Linked DNA regions of Pan troglodytes: all the other regions are linked to region 1. The links are chromatin contacts, called in public Hi-C and HiChIP or PLAC-seq maps. All regions are on one chromosome and are shown on one strand. Each heading gives the region's core, a stretch centred on a gene start, on an enhancer-like site or on the middle of the called end of the contact. The rest is flanking DNA. Distances are from core to core; before and after follow the strand shown.

Region 1 (2,943 bases), core at 300-2,799:
GATGTGTCTGCCAACGTGTATAGTTAGTTGAAAATGATCAGACAGAAGGCTTTGTGACACAGCCCCTGATGTCAGAGCAACCTCTGAAAACTCATAATAACATCGATGGCATAAGCTCTTTTTGGAATGTTCAGGACCACAACTGAGGACAATACTAATTCTTCAGGATGAGTTTAATATAGCAGATTTCTATATCTCACGACATTTCTGTGTTTTAACCTAAGTGTAGGTTTTGCTTGTCTACTGTCTTTTTATCAAATGAATACAGAGATCTAAATCTTTGTATAATATCTTGATCTATTTCTGTGAGCTAGATTTCCAGATGTGGAATAATCCCGAGTCAAAGGATATGAACATTTTTAAGGCTCTTGATCTGCATTGCCAAATTGCTTTGCAAAAAAGATTGAACCAATTTACACTCCCACCAGCAGTGTATGAGAATATATTTAAATGCAAATCCCAAGCTGCAGAGCATCTCTTTCTTAGGTATTTCAACTTAAAAAATTTCTTTTCGTGCTAAGCAAAAGCTGACCCAGGATGTTAAAAAAAGAAAGTCTGATATAAAAATGGAGCCGATAGTTAAAACAGCTTCTTAGGCAGAAATAAGCTTCAGAAAGGCCCAAGCAGGATGATAACAATTTTAAGGCATCATAGCACGAAGCACAATTCTAAAGGGACCATTAACAATTTGGCTGAGATTGGAAAAGTAACCGCCAAGAATGTTGGGCGTGGTCAATGTCCCAAATTCTAGATTCGAAAAGGCAGGGTGTTTCACTCATTTACACTTCACTTTGGCCTAAGGACGATTTAAGATACCCAAAGGCAGGATCTTGATAAGTAGTATTGTTTGAATCATTAATCCCGTGAAAATGAAAGAAACCCACGCCCCCTGAACTAAGGTCAGCGTTTATCTCTTCTTTCCAGGCGTTCCATCAGGACGCCTCGCCTCTAATCTCAGTTTGGTTTGCCACAACCACTGCCTCCACCCCTAATAATGGGGCCCCATGATTTTAGGGAAGACGGGGGTGGGCAGGCAAGAGGAAGCCCAGATTCGGGGTACCAACCCACGGAGCGCCATACAAATTCAAAGGGCGCTGGGACCTCAAGGTTCGGCCAGGACACTCTCCCCCGAGCCCCCGTTATTTGGGAAACCGCCCCGTCCCCGCCTGCGAGTCTTCCACGACTACTTCTCGGTTCCCCCGTGCGACCCGCTTCCACCAGCAAGAAGGAGCCGACGGCCGAGGAGCCAGGAACTCGATTTCGCCCCTTCCCACTCCTCTTTTCTCACTTTTGTTCGGCTTTTCCTGCTTTCCCTCCCTTCTTCCCTCTCCTTTCTTCTTCCCGTCCTCCCTCTCTCCTCCTCCCCTCGCCTCCAGTCCTCCCCCCGCCTCCAGTCCTCCCCCCACCTAGCCCCCTGCGTCCCCTCCCCCGCCTCACCCTCGCCCCGCTCCGCTCGCAGCCCCGCCCGCAGCCAATCAGAGCGCGGCCTCCGGTGGCCCCGCCCTTCTCCGGCGATTCCGGGCGGGCCGGGCCGAGCCCAGGCCGAGCCCAGGCCGTGGGTGCGGAGGGCGGCGCCGCGGGGCGGGGGCCGATGGGTCCTGGCGGACGCGAGGCGCCGGCGCGGGGCTCGCCTGGACTCGGGTGTGCGGGGCTGTGAGGGGGCGAGGCGGGCGCTGCGGCCCGCCCGGGATGGGCCAGCCCTGGCCTGGCGGGGCTGAGCCGACGGCGAGGGCGGCGCGCGGGCCAGGCCTGCCGGGCGGGCGGCCCGGGGGTTGAGGTAGAAGTGGGCGCGGAGGAAGGGGCCGAGCCAAGGCGGTGGGTGGAGCGGCGAGGGGGGCGGAGGCTGGGCCGCGGCGGGCGAGCGGAGCGGCGCGCCTGTCCGGAGCTCGGCGGTGGCGCCGGAGGAGGCTGCAGCGGCGGCGGCGGCGGGCCCGGACGAGCGTCCGGAGGTGGCGGACGAGGCGCCGGGGGCCCCCATGGGCGGGTGTGTGGGCGCCCAGCACGACTCCTCGGGCAGCCTCAACGAGAACTCGGAGGGCACCGGAGGTAGGTGAGCGCCAGGGGGCAGCCTCGGCCCCCCATTGTTCCCGGCCAGGCCCGGCCACCTGTCCCGACCCCCGCGGGCCGCGCCGGGCCCCCGCGCCCCTTTGTCATCCCCTCTTCCACGTCATTCCCCGCGCTCCGCTTCCGGCTGCCCTGCCAGCCGCGGGGGTCGCCCCTTCCCACCCCAGCCCCGAAGAAAAGTCCTCTGAGCGCCGGGGACGTAGCCCTTGGCCTCGCCGACCGCCCCGCTCGGCTCAGGGAAGTCGGACCCGAAGCTGCCCTTCTGGCCACCTCACTCCCTCTCCAGGCCGTTTAATTATTGAGGATCAGGATGGCGGCGCCGGGGTTGCAGAAAAGCGAATTGATGGCGGGGGGAGGGAGCTTGATGCGTTCCCTCCGACGGGCCCCGCCACATCTTTCCGCACCCTTCCTTGTTCTGTGGAGTTGGCTGGTCTCAGCTTTCCTGAGTTTCAGATGACAGCTGCCCCGGTTGGTTCCAAATTGGCCATTTAAACCTGCGAGTTTCTGGAGCTCGGCTGGAGGAGTCTCCAGTGGCCGCAGGCATTGTATTAAGGAGGGGTGGGGAAACGGTCTTCCCGGGTAAAACGTGGCTCCTTGCTACAGCTTGGGGGTGTTAGGCCGGTGTGCTGTCGGGGTGGGCTAATCAAATTCCCATCTGTCTTAAGTAGAAGGAAAATATGTAGGATAAAAGTACAAATGCAGTTGGACCCTGACTTACCCCAGTAAGATCAGTACTTTAAAAGTTTTCTAACACGGGAGCGCACTCCTACTTTATAGTAAAAGCGTGCTGAGGATAGGTATTTTAATTCAATCAGTAGTAGTTGTAGTATGGCAGTATAATAATAAAATTAGTTCTATCTTTAAGTGACCTTTGGTTAC
Region 2 (2,943 bases), core at 248-2,747, 180 kb after region 1:
GAGGTGCGTGGGAAAAGGTCTTGGGAGCCAGGTGCAAGCTTCCAGGGCCCTCTCCTAGTACAGTCACCAGGACAGCTTAATTCTCTGTGCTGTCCACCAGGGAAGCCCCTTAGGGTTTTTAGTGGGTAGTAGTCACATAAGCACCCCCTGCCTGGCACAGACCAGAGTTCCAGACTCTAGAAGGAAAGCAGGTATTCCACCTAAGCCATATTGTTTGCAGAACAGTTTAGGCAGAGCGGGCCACTCTTATTAGTTAATGGTGGGAGCCCTCTCCTAGTTTGCAGAGACCAGCTGAGGATCCAACCTTGTTAGCGGCCCTTTCTGAAGCTTGCTGTGTTATTTTCTGCACACAGGGTCCTGCAGGGCCTTGCAAGCCAGAGCCAGGTCCTGGGCTTTATCTGTGCATTAGGGGAGACACAGCATCCGACATCCATTTATAAGGGTCCTCCTGCCTTCTGGCTGCTGTGTGCGGGATCAGGAGACTCTGAGCATCTCATTAGCTGGCTGTACTGCCTTAGAATGGGCAGGTGGATAATGGTTTCCTTGAAGCTTTTTGAACTATTGGAGGGAGCTGTGAGCCATTCTTTGCCTGGGCCCATGCCTCGAGTTAGGGCGTCATGGCTGGAGGCTGGGTGAGGTCGGTGTGTCCACAGCAGTGTTCTGAGGGCTGTGCACAGCACTTGCCTGGTCATTTGCAAATCTGCCGACCAGTGTCCCCATGTCACTGCCACTGATGGAAGAGGGGGAGGAATGGGCCTGGGTGATGCAACAGGGCTGCCCTTTCACTGCCGTGTCGGCTCCGGTCCTGCCCTCAGCATGACAGCCTTAGAGGTGCGGTGGCAGGAAGGGGAGGAAGGCGCCACACCAGGCACTTGAGTCTTTGTATTCACCCAGCTTTTCCCAGCTTCCTACTGTGTGCCATGCACTGGGCCTGTGGTCGGCATTCTGAGCCACTGTGCGTCCTTCTGGGGTAGCAGCTTAGTTATTATGAGTGTGAGCTGGGGCGGGAAAGTCCAGGGTTCGACAGCTCTGCCATTTACTGGCTGTGAGCCCCTGGGCAAATGGCTTAACCTCTCTGTGACTTGCTTGTCACTCTGAAATGGGAGTGAATAGCAGCAGTCCCCTTACTGGGTGGTTGTGAGGATTAAAGGGAGAGGTAGTCTGAAGCGCTTCGCTTAGCTCTTAAGCACAGTGCTCCAGGAATGCTTGATGCATAGGACTGAGGTATTTATTTTTTTAAAAATGGAAAGAACCAGAATGCAAAATGAGGTCTATCTACTGCCGGGGGTGGGGGGTCACAGTCGTTCCTTTTACATTTCTATAATGTATTTGAAAGCAAATTTCTGGAGTGCCCAAAGGCCTCATTTTCTGGGTATTGTGGGGAGTGGGCTGGGGCCCCCTGAAGTGGGTGGGGTCGAGTGGGGCTGCTGTCACTGTCCAAGCCGCTTGGGGCCAATTGTTTCCTGTAAGAGGCACCTCCTGCCCTGATACATCCGGCCTCCAGGACATTCCACGGAGAGACCAGCTGTCCCCCATCCCCATATGGCAGCTCCGGAGCTGCAGCCTCAGCCAGGAATTTCCGCTCCATACTTGGAAAAAATGTCCTGCCAGAGGATTCTTACCGTCCAGCAGAAAGGGTTGCAGAACAAAGGAGCGATCTCTGGAGATGAATAAAGCACCTTTCACGCCTGTGCTGCTGCTGGCTTCACCCACGCGCCTTTTCCTCTCCAGTGAGAGAGGGTGGGCATGGCATTACCCCCTCGGGAGGACACCGGGATCAGAGCAGGGAGGTGACTGGCCCCAGGCCGCTTGGCTTTGAGTGACAGAGGTGGGCCCAGATCTTGGCTTCCCAGCCCCCACCTCCAGTGCTGTCAGCCTTCAGGGTGTCTACCGGCTTCCAAGAAGTGCCTGGCTCTCACGTCTCCCTGTGTCCCGCCCTGGGCGGAGTGATTCACGCCCCCATTGGTTTGTGATTCATTCAATGACTCCTGCAGACATTCTTTGGGCCTGGACCAACTTGTGGTTAGTAACCAGGCTCTGAAATCAGACACGCCATGCCCCGCCCCCCCCACCCAGAATCTGCATGGTTCTCACTCTGTGCCTCAGTTTCCTCATCTGTAAGATGTAGAGAGTGCTGGCTGCACAGGATTGTGTGAGTGAATGAGATTTTGTATGTAACATTTTTAACATACAGCTGTCACACGTGAGGTGCTGAGTAGATACTGGCTGAATTTGCTCTTAAACCTGTCCACTCTATCACAGCTGCTCTTGTCAAGGTCGTCAGCGGTTTCTGTGCCATGGGTCAGCCTCGGTGTTGGTCTCACTGAACACATCAACAGCACCAGCCCAGTCGATCTCCTCCTCCTCCTGTCGGCACTCGACCTCCAGGCCTCCACACACCCTTGGTCATCAGCCTCTCCTTCTCTGTTGCCTTTGCTCGCCCCCCTTTGCCCCAGCTCATTAGTGTGAGAGTGCACAGGGCCCTCCCTCCATCTCCACGCACCCAGTGTGCAGCACTACCAGCTCGATGCCTCAGCCCGCGTCCAGCTGTTGACTCCCCGGAGGTCCAGTGGGCATCTCACACTGAACGCTGAGCACTTGGATCTTTTCGCCGACGTGCTCCACCACTGGCTTTCCCATCTCAGCCGATGGCAGCTCCACCCTTCCAGTGGCTCGGGCCCCAAACCATGCAGGCACCCTTGCTCCTCTTTCTTCCACACTCCCTAGCCCACCTATCAGGAAATCCCGTTGTCCCTGCATTCAGTACATGCCTAGACTTCAGCCTTTCCCACCCCTCCATTGCAGCCACTACCTGGGCCACCACCACCTCTCACTCGGGCTGCTGCCTCCTCGCTGGTCCCCTGCCCTCTCTGTTGGGTCTGGGCTGAGCACAGCAGCCAGAGTGAACCTTCTCAACAGGGGCCAGCTCATGTCCTCCCCCGG
Region 3 (2,943 bases), core at 226-2,725, 170 kb before region 1:
GATGGTAAAGTCTGGCAAGGAAGTCAGAGGAGCAAATGGAGGGGCGGATCCAAAGTGAATCAGCCCAAATCATCCACGTGGCCTGGCCAGGGTGGCTGAGAGCCGTCCTCCCCTGGATAAGCCCACCCTCTTCCAAAGGCTGATCCTGGACCGGGATGGGAAGTAGCTCTGTCGTGGCACGGAGAAGAGTCGTACGGTTTGTTGAAAAGAGCCCCCACTTACTGGCTGTGAAAACACTGGCCAGGGGCCTAAACCTCCCATCCATGCATTATATATTCATTTATCCATTCATTCAGCCAACATCTCCTGAAAGTGACTCAGTGCCCAGCCAGTGCTAGGAGGCACTAGATGAAGAAACGAGGAGCTGCCCCAGCCACGGTAGCTTCAACGTGTGAGATCCACCTAGAGGCAGGCAGTGACGGCCTCCATCCACCGCCTCCCTGACTCTGGACCTTCACTGATGTAATTCCTGTAAGGCACATTCTTCTGAAGTGCAGTTCCCAAGTCAGAGGGTCCTCGGGCCTCACTGGAAATGTCCAAATGTCTGGAGGCCGCCCTCTGTAAAAACACCTTTTCCTCCTAGAGTCTGCCTGAGGATGCAAAGACAGCATTTGTGAAAAGCAGGGGCCACGGGGCCCAGCGAGCAGTTAAGTGCTCCGCAACTGGAAATCGATGGCCTTGCTAACAAGCACCCAGGTGCCCCTCACACATAGTCACCACCCTTTTATCCCCTTTTGTTGCTTCCATCGCAATTACATTGCACGTATGCGCATTTGTTGCAGTTTTTCTCTCCCTCACTCCCCATGTCCCAGACTGAGGCTGGGGGAACCTGGTCACGGGTCTCTTGCTCCTCCTGAATCACCAGGGCTTGGGGTGGGTTTAGGAATGCCAGCACTCATACCATGGACTGCACTGCGGAATGGCTTCACATGCACTTAATCCTGGGCGCAGCACCGGCAGGCAGGCGGTACCACTGACACATGCTACAATATGGATGAGCCCTGAGGACGTTATGCCGAGTGAAATAAGCCAGACACAAAAAGACAAACATGGTGCTTGTACTACTAGGCTCATATTATAGACGAACAGACCCAACCCAGAGAGGTTAAGCAACTTGCCGAGGGCACAGAGTGGAAAAGCGGCAAAGCCGGGATTCGAACCCGGGTGTCCGGCTCTCCAAACTGGCGGTGGATGGCGGCTGCCGGAGCGAGAGTGCTGGAATGAATCGACACGTCAATCAGTGAACGGGCGACGGGGTCAGTCCAGTCCCCTCCCCCGGCGCGGCGGCTCAGCACCGGGACAAAGGCCGGGCGGGGGCCGGACGTGGCCGGCGGGGTTCGCGCGCGGTGGGCGGGGGTCGGGGCCGGGCCCTTTAAGGGGGGCGGGCCGGCGGCGCGGGGGGCGGCGCGGGGGGCGGCGCGGGGGGCGGCGCGGGGGGCGGCGCGGGGGGCGGGCCGGGGGCGGGCGGCGGCGGCTGGGCCCGGCTGGAGTGCGCGCCGAGCGAAGGGCGGCGGCGGCGGCGGCGGCGGCTCGTGCTCGGCCCCGGCTGTGATTGCGCTCAGCTCCAGGTTCCCTGCCCGCGGCGGCGCGCCCCCAGCGCTCCCTGCACCCCGCGCCACCCGCACCCGCGCTCGGCCCGCTGCGGGCGGAGGAGCGGCCATGCCGCCGCGGCGCAGCATCGTGGAGGTGAAGGTGCTAGACGTGCAGAAGCGGCGGGTGCCCAACAAGCATTATGTGAGTGCGGCGCGGCCCCCACGCCCCCTTGAGCCCGCGCCCCGTCGGGGGCGACCGAGGGCCCCCGGCTTGGAAAACTTCTGCCTCCAGCGCTTCCCGTCCCCTCCTCCCCTGCTCTCCCCTCGGCCCTGCGGCGGCGCTGCCCGGGTCCCTCCCGACTCCTCCTCCCTCCCTCCCCTCCCCTCCCCTCCCCGCTTTTGCCTCGTTCTCCCCCTCCATCCCTTCCTCCCGCCTCGCCCCCCTACTCGCCTCCCTGCGGCTCCTCTACCCCTTTCCGTCTCCTCCGTGTCCCCCCAACTCCCGTCCTGCTCATCTGTGGAAAAGTCTGGCCCCAGCCGCTGAGGGGTCTGAGACAGAAAGCGGGAGAGAGAGAAGTGCCTGTTCTCAGGCCGCCCGCCTTGCCCCTCCTTGTCCAGAGGCGCGCAGACCCGCAGTCCCCAGCCACAGGTCGCCCCTCTAGGGTTCGCCGAATTTGACTCCGTTCTTTGGCAAGAGCCGGCCTGGGCGATGGAGGAGATCTCTGGGAATGGATCATTTGAGTGGTTACGCCTTTAAAGGGTTAAAAACATCCCCTGCCCCCTCTCTCCAGTAACTTCTGTTTTAAAATGTACGAAAGTTTTCTCCTGGCATCTCCCTCTGGAACATGGGAATCTTGTTTGGAGCTGGCAAGGACTTGAGAAAATGGGACAGAAGCGTCGTTTTGCAGATAGGAAGGCTGAGGCTCAGAGGTTGCAGGTCCTGGAACATAGAGCTGCATTCGGGCTTCCCTCCCTCCAGCAGGGGTGCCTGGGGCTGACGGTGACCTGCAGGTGGAAAGTGGCTTCCGCAGCAACCTAGGGGACACGTCTGCAGATTCAGGAGGCCCTGGGACCACCTCGCAGGTTCTAGGTGGAGATAAAGGGGATGTGGGGTGATGGGCCCACATGAGGCCTTGGGGAGGGCCTCATTACAGCAGGGAAGGGGGCTATAGTGTCTCTGGCGGTGAGAAGTGGGCAGTGGCGGAGCCTGGCTGCAGAGAAGTTAACCAGGAAGGGAAAAAGAGTAAGAGGGAGGGAAAAAATCCTAACAAAGAAGTATAGAACAATGAATAGAAAAGGGCGTTGGCTGGCTAAATTAAGCTCCTTGGCCTCCCTGGAAGTCGTCTTCAGATCTTTTTTTTTTTTAAGAACTAATTCTTACAAAGTAGATCTGCATGCCTTCCATGAATAG

What was found. A called contact is a pair of places that touch in the nucleus more often than the background predicts. HiChIP or PLAC-seq counts read pairs in DNA pulled down with a chosen protein or histone mark.
Region 2: a contact with region 1 is called in a Hi-C map of stem cell-derived neural progenitor cells, with 4 times the contacts expected there. The contact joins the enhancer-like site here to the promoter of UBTD2 in region 1. A contact is called at or near these places in 3 of 7 Hi-C or Micro-C datasets (induced pluripotent stem cells and stem cell-derived neural progenitor cells) and 1 of 1 datasets of contacts at active chromatin or transcription factors (stem cell-derived excitatory neurons).
Region 3: an H3K4me3 HiChIP or PLAC-seq map of stem cell-derived excitatory neurons shows a contact between it and region 1, with 2.5 times the contacts expected there. The contact joins the promoter of SH3PXD2B here to the promoter of UBTD2 in region 1. A contact is called at or near these places in 1 of 7 Hi-C or Micro-C datasets (stem cell-derived neural progenitor cells) and 1 of 1 datasets of contacts at active chromatin or transcription factors (stem cell-derived excitatory neurons).

The regions. Positions count from the first base shown.
Region 1 is chr4:169,945,482-169,948,424 of NHGRI_mPanTro3-v2.0_pri, reverse strand. UBTD2 (ubiquitin domain containing 2) reads left to right here and starts at 1,549. Exons shown (of 3, transcript XM_016954201.4): 1 at 1,549-2,046. The coding sequence starts at 1,977.
Region 2 is chr4:169,763,560-169,766,502 of NHGRI_mPanTro3-v2.0_pri, reverse strand. The region is part of intron 7 of STK10 (serine/threonine kinase 10); the gene reads left to right. Among named protein-coding and RNA genes, the nearest start is that of STK10, 85 kb to the left of the region's middle. Within about 2 kb of position 1,497, at least 5 of the 24 cell types and tissues checked have an H3K27ac peak or open chromatin away from gene starts, as enhancers often do. A contact at or near this core is called in stem cell-derived neural progenitor cells, where this site is marked.
Region 3 is chr4:170,116,463-170,119,405 of NHGRI_mPanTro3-v2.0_pri, reverse strand. SH3PXD2B (SH3 and PX domains 2B) reads left to right here and starts at 1,475. Exons shown (of 14, transcript XM_016954204.4): 1 at 1,475-1,734. The coding sequence starts at 1,660.